Regions from separate parts of the Sparus aurata genome. Here region 1 is linked to region 2. The links are chromatin contacts, called in public Hi-C maps. All regions are on one chromosome and are shown on one strand. Each heading gives the region's core, a stretch centred on a gene start, on an enhancer-like site or on the middle of the called end of the contact. The rest is flanking DNA. Distances are from core to core; before and after follow the strand shown. Region 1 holds the start of tecpr1b (tectonin beta-propeller repeat containing 1b). Region 2 holds the start of LOC115575537 (cytoplasmic phosphatidylinositol transfer protein 1-like).

Region 1 (5,371 bases), core at 1,537-4,036, 140 kb after region 2:
ATATCTCCTGTAGCGGATCCAGCGCCGCCGACGGACACAAGAGTTCCACTTCTTGTCCGGGGAGAAGTTGGCTGGGAAATCGACCGCATACTCCCAGCCCTGAAGAATATGAGAAGGCACCATGACGACATCATCATTAAAATAAGAAAGCGAGAAAAAATAAATAAGTGAAATGACTGCATGTTTGTGTTTCTTACCCCGGTCTGGCTGGGTTCTCCTCCACAGCTCTGATCCACATACCAGTCCCCCTCCCACTCCCAGCTGTGGGAGGGCAGCTCGAAGCTGTGGAGCGGTTGCGGATTCATCCCGGTCACGTCGCTCCACGGCCAGCGGTCGGTGGGCAGCAGCGTGTCGGTGAAGCTGTCCACTGGGTTCCACCTCTGCAAACACACACACATACAGAGCACTTGATCACTGGCGACACACAGCGTCTGCATCTAGAGTGCTTGGACTTAGGCCGACCTGGTTCTCGTAGGTCTCCTCCCTGTAGCGGATGGGGGTCTCGCTGGGCATCATGTTGAGGTAAACACGGTGGTCGCAGCCGATGCCCCAGCAGCGGCCTTTCCCCGCGGAGACGCGCTTCAGCTCCAGCAGCAGGTCGTCTGCACGCTCCCACCTCTGGCCAGCTGTGGACAGGCTGTATACCCGGCCGTACACGTCCACGGCCCACAGCAGCGTGATGGGCATGATGGCCCCTGAGCAGAGACAGAGACAGAGACAGCACTCAGCTTTCCAGGCTGTCTAGTTTTTACTTTATGACTTGGTATGCTTCGGCTTTATTGATATGCTGAGGAGTTATGATCATGGGGAAAGGCTACATTTGCATTTAGATTCATTCTTTAACATTTATTCTGCCTCTCTGGTAGCTTGAATCACCTTAATAAGAAATAAGACTTGAGGCATATGAGAAATATGTGATGAGATATGTCATATTATATAGACTTTGTTGCATTTTATTGTTTCATTGATTAATTGATTTAATCATAACATGCTATGGTGCTAGATGTAAGCAAACATGACAGACCCTCACAAATTTCACATTATAGTGACTTTAATACTTTTTTTAGGCTTAGAGCAAACTGTTGCACACCTTTTGGATTAACAGGGTTGACGAAATCAGAACAAAAAACGCATGCACACTGTTCACCTCACTCCCAATTCAGAAGAAAATCACAACAACATTTCTGCACAAAGACCTTCAGTTTTTATGACCTACATATTTGTATCTTGTCTAATTCACAAGAGTTTTCATTCAGTAACTTGACTTTATTGCTCCAGGTGTGATTCATAGTCTATGAGTGATGTCGGTCTGCCCTGGTTTTAAAAACAAATGATCTAAATCAATACAACAGACCCAGAGATATCAAAATGTATCCTTTTTAAAACCTGGAGCCTACATTACCCATGATGCAATTAAGCCACTGAGTGACATCACTGAAGGCAAACTATCAATTAACTTGCAGGTTCCTCTAGAGAAACAAAAGGCTTTATACAATTTTTCTTCACATAAGCATTAGGCCTACTTTCAAACTTTCAAACTTCAAACTTCAAAATGAAAATGAAAGAGCCACTGACTGCACTGTGGGCTTTTATTGTATGCAGCAAAGGAATCCTGCATGCCTCTCCTGCTCTGGTAAATATAAGAAATATAGGCCCAACCAGGTGCATCATGGTCCTACACCTATTCTTCTACCTATATAACCTAGGGTACCCACAGTGTTATCCAAATTAACAAGTCTCCAAGACCTGCAAACACATTTTATTGTGAAAATTTTGGGGGGAAAAATAGTATAATCCTTAAATTTTTTATTCATTAAACATTTAAGCTAATTTTTTTTCACTTGGATTGTTTTGTTTTGTTTCCTCAAGTGACCATCACAGCGTGGCCATGCTGTTTTATTTTGAAATGTATGACCGGAAGTCTTGCTGTCATTCTCACCGAGTGCCTTGACACTTGCTTTATCGACTGATACTAATCCGCTACGATATTGACTGTCACTGTGCCACACACCCACAGGCCTTCACCCCGTCTTCTTTAAACAAATGGACGGTCACGTCACACATTCAGCCGCTTGAACTTTATTCTCCAAATTCAAATAGACGGAAATGGTGCGTTTAAAGACACAGAAATAAACCCTGGAGCAAATAAAGCCCATCACATTACATCGTTTCTGACAGAATGCATTTTCATGGACTAAACTTAATGTCTGCTATTTGTTGCACTGGAGCTTTTCCGCACACACAAACACACACTCAGAGGCCTGCAGTAAATCCAGGGTGAATACACACCAACAGCAGCAGCCTACCTGAATATTGCTATCCGATCCGCGGTTGTCAAGGGAATATCAACAGACGCGTCATGACATCAGGTGCAACAGCCGATACCTCCCGTCTCCGAGGCCCATGCTAGGACACATTCAACATGTTTGGATCCACGTTAGATGACAGCAGGAGGAGGAAGAGGAGGAGGAGGAGGAGGAGGAGGAGTGAGAAAACACGCTCTGCATCGTAATAACACAGACAGCTGATATGGATGCCGCAAAGTCGGCTATAATCTGTTTACAGGTCGGGGCTGCAGTTAGCGGCCACACACTCACTCTCTCTCTCACACACACGGCTGTTTACTTACACCTGAGGCCGTGTCGGGAACAACACCTCCGCCGTGGAGGACAGGACTCATTCGTGGTGTTTTAATTCACATAGTGGAGCACAGGAACGCTCCGTCCGACTCCCGGATCCACAACAGGAAGTGGATGAAAGTGGCGCTCCCATTGGTCGAAGCTCTGGGACCTCGCTCTCCCATTGGTGGAACGCAGGAGCCCCTCTGGTGTGGCTGTGTTTTTCTTTTTTTTTTCTTTTTCTTTCCGACGCCTCGGCTGATTGACGCGCATATTTCAATAATTCATTCAGCGCCAGATGAATTATTGAAGCGTAAGGTTTGGTTTTACGTGTTTGGATACAGTATATTTAATGCAGAGAGAAGCTGGGAGGATGGAAACAGTGGAGCGGTGCGGAAAGAAACTTTCATTCATGGTCAACTTGCCTCAGTAACGTTTATGTTTGGTGGGGAAATGATATTATGCTGCTTTTGTGTTGTTCAGAGTGTAAAACACGAAGTTAGACATGATCCACCTGAGCAGCAGGTTTTCATTGAAGCACACCGCTGACCTCATCTTGTATAATTGTTAATCAGGAGTTGGTTTAAGTAGCAGCAACGACTATGTTATACAAGTAGTAGATAATTGTATAACATAGCTAACTATGTGAGTACAAGTAGTAGCTAATAAAATGGGCACTTTGTAGGTTTGGACAAGAAATTCAAGCTTAGAATTGTAATATATACTGTATGAGGTAATAATACAAACTCAGAAATATTGGGGTTTTTCCACAAATGAATAAACAAGCTGTTTTAGGAAAATAAGGTCCCAGGACACTGATTGAAGCTAATAAGGTGGCAGGGTCCGCCACATATAAAAAAAAAGTAAAACAGTATGAAACTGTGTTGTACTACTTTGTAGTTATTTTGTTTATTCAATCCTGAAAACAAGAGTTTGTTTATTTTGTTTGTTTAGGCATAAAAGAGATCTTTCTCATCTGATTCAAATGTATTCCCTAAAACTACAGAGTTCACCTTTTAAGTGATGCATTCATAATGAGAAGAAAAAGCAAGCATCACAACTAGCCTACTTACCGTCACATATTATATATTATCAGGTAATGTTAATACTGATGCATCAGTGTGTTACTGTCATTATATGCTATGCTTATGTACTGTATATAGAGTTTACATGCAGCTCAGTGGAGTAACAGTCCAACTTTGGGTTGGAGCCCCCTGCAAAGAGTCATAAGATAAATCTGGGAGGTCAATTTTTTTTCATAGTTTTGACTTTTCTTTTAATCTATTTGTTAAATTTAAGATTATTTGACCTATTTGGGTCTCAAACAGTTATTCAAATGACACCATCTGAGACTTTCAGTATATTGCCCAAATTTCTTTGGTTGTAAACATACAAGGAATTTCACTCTGGATTTTTGTTTTGTTTTTGTTTTTGTTTTTTTGCTGAGTAGACATACAGCTAAGAACCAGGACAACAAAGAGGAACAAGGTTACTATATATATTGTTGTATAGTTCATATGCATAGACATCTGAAACATGATAGGATGCCCTGACCAGACACTGCTGCATGTGAAAAGAAGGGAGACCACAGGTTTAAATACCCAATAAATAAATAAAGATGAGTACAAGCTATTCCCCCCGAAATACGGTGCAGTAAAAATGGTATAAAATTAAAAGTTAAGTACTAGTGCCTCAAAATTGCCCCCACTATTCCCTTGTTGTGATTTAGAAGACTTCAGATACTGAAGACAAAACCCCTCTTAAAAAGGTGCAACATGTCAGAATCTTAGTTGAAAACTTTTAAAAAATTAACATACATTTTCAGCAGGAAGTTAAGACATAACAGTTACGACACTGTGCAACTTGTGTGTTGCAGAAATATTTACTGGTGTGAGCATGCTAATCACCTAGCCCCAATGCTCCTGTACGAGTGATGTAAACACTAACACATCCTGAACTTCCGGTCTGAACCGCTAGCTGCACGGCTAACGGCAGCTAAAATGTATTCGCAGTTAATGGTTATTTGTTTTGAGTATAAATTCAACAGGTGACTACTTCTGACTTGTTGCACCTTAAAATAAATTATAAGTTAGGTTTTAATATCTTTTAAGAGCTTCAAAGCGTCACAGGTTTACAGTTCTATGTATGTTTTCTCATCAAGTTATGGCCTGATACTAACAGGAAAGCTGAAATATTGAATTAAGATGCCCCTTTAAAGTGTTTCATATAGATCGTTTTGTTCTTTGATTTTTGGAAAATCCTGTTTATCCTTCCAAAAACCTGCTGCAACCCTCTCCTCTGATTAAATCAGAGGATGTGAGACCAATATTATGCAACGCAAGGGAGGCCCACTCATAATCAGGACAGCAATTATGTAAGTTTCTGTAAGTATAAACCATTTAATGAGAGGCTCTATGAGCCATAAATCATACTTGGTCTCACAAATAACATGATAATCTCATATGTGCACCACCTGAGACGCAGCATGGACATACAGTGACTGCACCACGTACTCAGGCCTGTCATTATAATAGGTGGAGTGCTCTGAGGTGGAGCAGCTGGCTCTGCAGTGCTCAGCCTGCAGCCTTTTATTATCGTGAGCTGTCGCTTTAAGAAGCCTTTGAGTGCGCAGAGGCGCTACAGCAGCTCATCACATGACTCTTCTCTTGTGACAATCCAGACAGAAAGGAAAAGCCTCTCTGACTTCCAGCTGAGTTACAAGGTGCTGCGATGACAGATGACTGTTGTTTTGG
Region 2 (5,844 bases), core at 2,488-4,987:
GCAATGCATGGATCTTGGTGACTGGTATCTATGAGTTAGTAAGAAAGTGGACTGTTGGGTCTTGGTGGAGGTATACACTCTATGAAGTTCCATCATATTTCTGAATGTGATAGATGATGAGTACATAGAATATGCTGCCTGAATTTTAAGAACTTATATTTGGACTTGTCCGCACAAATACATATATTTTACAAAAAGAACATTTTCCCGAATGTTTTGTGCTTTTTTAAAACAACAAACAAAAGAACTCTGGTTTCTGTGTTTCTGTGCGTTCAATGACTTTGCGCCTCAATTCGGGCACGGCAATTGGTGTTTGTCGTCCGTCCATACGAATTAGTCATATCAGTGTGCCAGAAAGGTGTTACATCAAAGGGGAGGAAAGTGTCAAAAAACAGTAAATAAACAAATAAATAGATAAATAATTAAAAACAAAGAGTTCTGCAGTTATTTTTAGTAAAAACCCAACGTAACTGCAATGTTGACCATGAGGAGATCCTCACGGCAATGTATCCAATATGTTTTCCCCCGCAGTGCTTCAACCTAATGGCCACTGGAAGATGAGAGTCTCCTGATGGGCCCACTGAAGGCTGCTTGTGATAAAATGGAACTTGTGACTTTAGCCGTCTGGTTGTGCCTTGTGCTGTAGAGCCATTTTGAGGAGATCCTGCTTCGTGACTCTTATGACGGGTTGTGTAAGCAATGCGTATACTATAACCAGGACACTGAAGCACCAGATGAATCATTGCTCATGACGAGTGTGAGGAAAAACACGGCGTGTTGACTATGTGAGAAGAAGATGTGTTTTATCAATTTTTTACCAATTTTAGCCGGAGAACAAAGCAGCACAAATAAGTAATTTGCACCAGTTCAGATGACCACTTCATAATGTAATGTGTTGCTGCCAAGGCTGCAATGAATGATTATTGTCATTATGGATAAATCTGCTGATGACTTTCACAATTATTAGTCTAAAAAAATTTAGACTCATCACAATTTCCCACAGCCCAAGGTGATGTCTTTAGACAGTCCCAAACCCAAAACTCTCCTTTTAATATCATAAATGATAGAAAAAAAAGCAGCAAATCCACACATTTAAGAAGCAGGAACCAGCAAATGTTTTATATTTATGCTCTTTAGAAAATGACTGAAACCACACATCAGTTATCAGAACACTTCACTGAAGCGTTGCAGCTCTAGTTTTGCTGGACTGACTCAGAAAGAGCAGTAAATGGTTTTCCATTTGCGTTACGATTGCATAAGAAAATCAATTTCCCAGCACTTTTCCAAGTTTAAATGACGATGTCTTTGTGTCTGCAGACGTGCACCGCAAACAGGAATAATATTACAAGTGTTCATTTGTCAAGTCAAAGGCAGGTTAACAGATTGGGTTGGACCCCCGTTATTATCATTACGACAACAGATGTGATGGCCTTTAGCTGCACGGCCAAAGAGGACAGCTGTGTATTCCATCACAGCTGGAGCCAACGACAGCAGACGAGACAATCAGCCTTTAGGACAACCATGTGATGAAGCGGCGTCCTGGTAATTACACAAAACTCGCAGAAACTACTTAATCAGGCGGATCGGGCAAGATAAGGATCGATCGACTTCTGGAGAGGCTGCTGGAGCTCTGATGATGGCCATATTTCATCCTCGGCTTAATGTTAGTGGCAACACACTTATTCGGAGTTGAACTGGTTACCCATGGCAGTGGCAGCTCGTGTCACACCATAAACCGGATTAAATGGTGTGCGCATCCTTTACGGCACGGTAAAAACACTCCAGCTGGAACATCTGTCGTTTGGGTTCAGGCAACACTGGAATGAATCACCCGAAGATTACCCGCCTAAACGCACACAGTCACAAAATGAGGTGCACCTCTTACAGCATCACATTCCACCGTTGTGTGACATTAAAAATCAAGTTAATACATTCACAACTGAGCCGAGCACTGAGTGTATCACGAAATAGAGCTTCTTATTTGCATGTTAAAACACCACAGCAAGCAGCAGCAGCAGCACTGCTGGATCATGAAGCTGCTTTCTGTGTCACTGTGACCTGAGGGGAACTTCAGCCTGCAGATGCTCCTCACACAAACAATGACCAGAATCGTGCGCCAAATTTGCATCTCAGTCATTCAGCCACAAAGACATTGTGGCACGTGTGTAATCTGGTTGCAGCAAGGGCATCATTTACTGCGAGGAGCACAAAGGTGACACCCCCATGTGTGACTGTGGTGTGAGGTGTTCCATCCAGATACACAATCACAGGAAGAAAAGAAAAAAAACAAAACACTCAGTACAACAGATCCACGGTTTGTCCTTCACTACCTCCAACAAATCACATGATCCCCTCTGCTGCTGCTGCTGCACGCTATCTTACAGTAAACCGCACTACTGCTCTCCAACACAAAGAGTAGTGGATCTGTCAGAGACACAGCAGCAGCAGCAGCTCCACCCCGCGGTGACGGCGGCTCAACGTGCCCTTTGGCGCAAAACCCGTGAGCGCATCATTGACAACTTTGCAATAATCGATTACACATTAAAACATACATGTAAAAAGACAACAACAGCGAATCCAACAAAAACTTGAAACTCTCCATCACACAAAGGTCTGAGATCAGCAAAATCCAAGAGGAACTTCACCTACCTCCTCCACTGTGAGAGGCATGCAGATGCGGTACTCCTTCATCAACATAGTCCCCGCACAAAGGTGATGGCAGCACGGAGGAGGGTGGAGGTTCACGGGGCTCTTCGTTTCTTCGCGGTGTTTCTTCTTTAACGACTTCGGCTATTTAATTGAATTCATTTGTCCAATCAGAACGAGAGATGACTGAGATCCACAAATCCCCCTAAACGCGCCCTCAATTCTGCATCACCTCGGCTCTGCCTACGTGAGTCTCCACACACACGCGCACACACAGATCCAGAAGTACAACAGGGTCTTGTGAGGTTTACAACAACCCTGCTGTCAAAACTCACAGTTTCCAGTTTTTGCACCAGCGCTGTTAATTATGTCGAGAAAAAAGTGTGAAAGAGATCAACACCAAAAACTCCGGGACAAGTCGCTCCAAACAGCAGCCGCAGCGTCCCGGACCAGAACCGAGCTCCTCCTCGTCTCCTCGCTTCTTCAAGCTCTTCGCCTCACTTGACAAAAAATAAGGAACACTTCAGCCAATGTAAACCAGCGTGCCTCCTGCTCCCGTGAGTTTGCCCTGAGAGCTCCGTGGAGGGATGCGCAGCCGTGTGGAGGAGCTGCGTCAAGCGAGAGGAGAGAGAGAGAGAGAGAGGGACCGGAAGTGAGAGGAGCTGACTGTCAGTGTAAAAGCATCACAATTAAAAACGCCCGCACCGTTCATCCACTGTGTAATGAGTATAAGTAGTAGTTAAGACGTGTTGTAGCTCATCGGTCGGGACGCTATCGACCGATTCGATTCAGTGTCGGCTCTTTCATCATCAGACACTTAATGGGAATTTATTTTCTTTAAATAGGTGACCGGAGGTCCTGCGTGGTGTTCTGGCTCACAGGCAGCTCAGGGTATTCGTGATGTTAATTCATAAAAACAAGATGCTTACATATAGCTATGTTAACTCATTACTGTATATAGGAAACACATCTTGTACTTTAGAAGGTCTATAATGATACAAAGAAGGTATATACAGTTTCATTAAAGGGCAACTCCATCAATTTTACTCACTGAAGTCTGCTTGCAGCTCTGGGGGAGCATAAAGCCTTTTGTTGCTCCAGAGGAAGCTGAATGCAATCTGATAGAGTGCCTTTAATGATGTCACTCAGAGGCTAAGTTGCATTGTGGGTAATGTAGGCAGCAGGTTTTGAAAATGAAGAATAGATAAGGTGGGGTCTCTGGTTCTGCTGTATGAGGGTTTAAACTGAGTGTTGTCATACCAGACATCATGAAAGACTTAGCCAGCTAGATATATTAAGATATGTTGAATATTTAAATACCACTTCCGAATAGTATCTACAATAAAGGATTTATAAGTTGCAACAAATGACTTTGTTGATGATTAATAAGTCATTTTATAATGATCAGTTGTGGTTGCGAAAACCCTCATAAATATTCATTAACTAAATCATTGATTAAAGATTGTTTTTATTCTGATTAAAGAACATTTTATTGTTTATAACTCATTACAAAGGTTCATTACAAAATTATACTGTTTTGGAAAATATATTGTGTGTGCTATGTTCTGTCCATCCTTCAGATGAACGTCAGGTTTTACAGTTCTATGACAATAACACACACACATCATAATATGTATATATTAAATGTTCATATTGAACTTTCTTTGTCCCAGGGCATTTTGTTAACACCACTCATAAACACCAGAAGTACGATATGCAGTACGCTTCTCCACCAGCAGATGTCACCAGAGACCTTTATTTCAGAGATGAGGTGAAGAGGGGCACTGACATCACACTGACCTGGAGAGGAGGGGGCATTTTTACTTGTCTCGCAGAAAGAAAGAAAGAAAGAAAGAAGGAAAGAAAGAAAGCAAGAACTTTCACACATTCTTCTACATGAGGCCTTCTTCTACTTAGACCATTGGGAGCAGAATACAGTCAATAACTTTGATAACTTCATGTGTTATCTGCAGGAATGGTCAAAAGCAGGTGTGTTTTTCATTTTGTGTAATTTAAATTGTGTTCGTCCAAATGACTGAAACATGGTATTGCATTGTTATACTATGTATAATATATCATTCATAACATAGAAAAAGAAAGTTTAATCTTTATACCAACAGCATTTTGAACAGTTCAGTCCTTCTTCCTTTCATGTAATTAACACTGGATTAAGTATATCATTAGTTTAGTATAAATCAAGCAGCAGTGGATGTCAGTGTTTTGGCTGGTTGGATTCAGAGTCTTTGGCTTAAACCTCTCCATCTGCATTGTAAAGAAAGGAATCAAAAGTTCCCATGTCTCAACTCAAGAGGGTGCAATTCTGTATCTAAAATACATTTCTTACACTATTAATAACGTCACAGAGAAGACAGTGCAGAGGCATCAGCACGAACACACGATCAGATTTATGTGCACAAACGTCCACAAATAGCAAGGTCTGCCAAAACCAGAACACATTCAGTTTACTGTCAAAGAGGAGTAAAGTAAACAGCAAATCTTCATGTTTATGAAGCTGGAATCAGAGAATATTCACTTTTTTTTCTCAAAAAAAAAAAGAATAATACTCAAACCAAATAATCGACTTTTAAAAATAGTTGGTGAAATAATTCAATAGTTGACTGATAGCTGATTTGCAGAGGATTCTAACATGTTAAAGCTTCCAGTTTCCAGAGAATATTGTGTGGCAGCAGGTAGATAACTGTAATAACTCATAAAATATATAATATATTTTTAATAAACTCTTTCATTTCAGCTCAGCTTCAGTACATACACTACACACAATACTATACCCATTTTACTACAGACACAATACACACACACACACACACACACACACACACAAACACACACACACACACACACACACACACACACACTCGCAAGACAACTAAAGCAGTGTTTGTTCCAAGTTGCCACAAGACATTACGCTAAGCTGTTTGTGGTGTCAAACTGATGACGTCTGCTACAGTACCCACATGTATCTGCTCACACACACACACACACACACACACACACACACACACAGACAGACACACAAAACTGTTTATTCCAGCCGGTATGAGAGTGTCGGCAGGGAGGAGAAACTGTTGCTAAGAGACCTGGCTTCCTCGCCTCTTGCCGCTCAGCATCATTAGTTGGCCTTTACTGTCACTTTTCTAACCTCTCGGTCGAGTCGGTCCACTGTTACAGTGGAGGAAA

What was found. A called contact is a pair of places that touch in the nucleus more often than the background predicts.
Region 1: a Hi-C map of skeletal muscle shows a contact between it and region 2, with 10 times the contacts expected there. The contact joins the promoter of tecpr1b here to the promoter of LOC115575537 in region 2. A contact is called at or near these places in 2 of 2 Hi-C or Micro-C datasets (skeletal muscle and an unstated tissue).

What each region holds. Positions count from the first base shown.
Region 1 is chr23:15,121,854-15,127,224 of fSpaAur1.1, forward strand. It overlaps tecpr1b (tectonin beta-propeller repeat containing 1b), which reads right to left and starts at 2,787. Exons shown (of 26, transcript XM_030407756.1): 1 at 2,630-2,787; 2 at 2,307-2,406; 3 at 463-695; 4 at 198-380; 5 at 1-99. The coding sequence starts at 687. It overlaps bri3 (brain protein I3), which reads left to right and starts at 5,238. Exons shown (of 3, transcript XM_030407758.1): 1 at 5,238-5,371.
Region 2 is chr23:14,980,670-14,986,513 of fSpaAur1.1, forward strand. LOC115575537 (cytoplasmic phosphatidylinositol transfer protein 1-like) reads right to left here and starts at 3,738. Exons shown (of 10, transcript XM_030407703.1): 1 at 3,698-3,738; 2 at 2,650-3,254. The coding sequence starts at 2,697.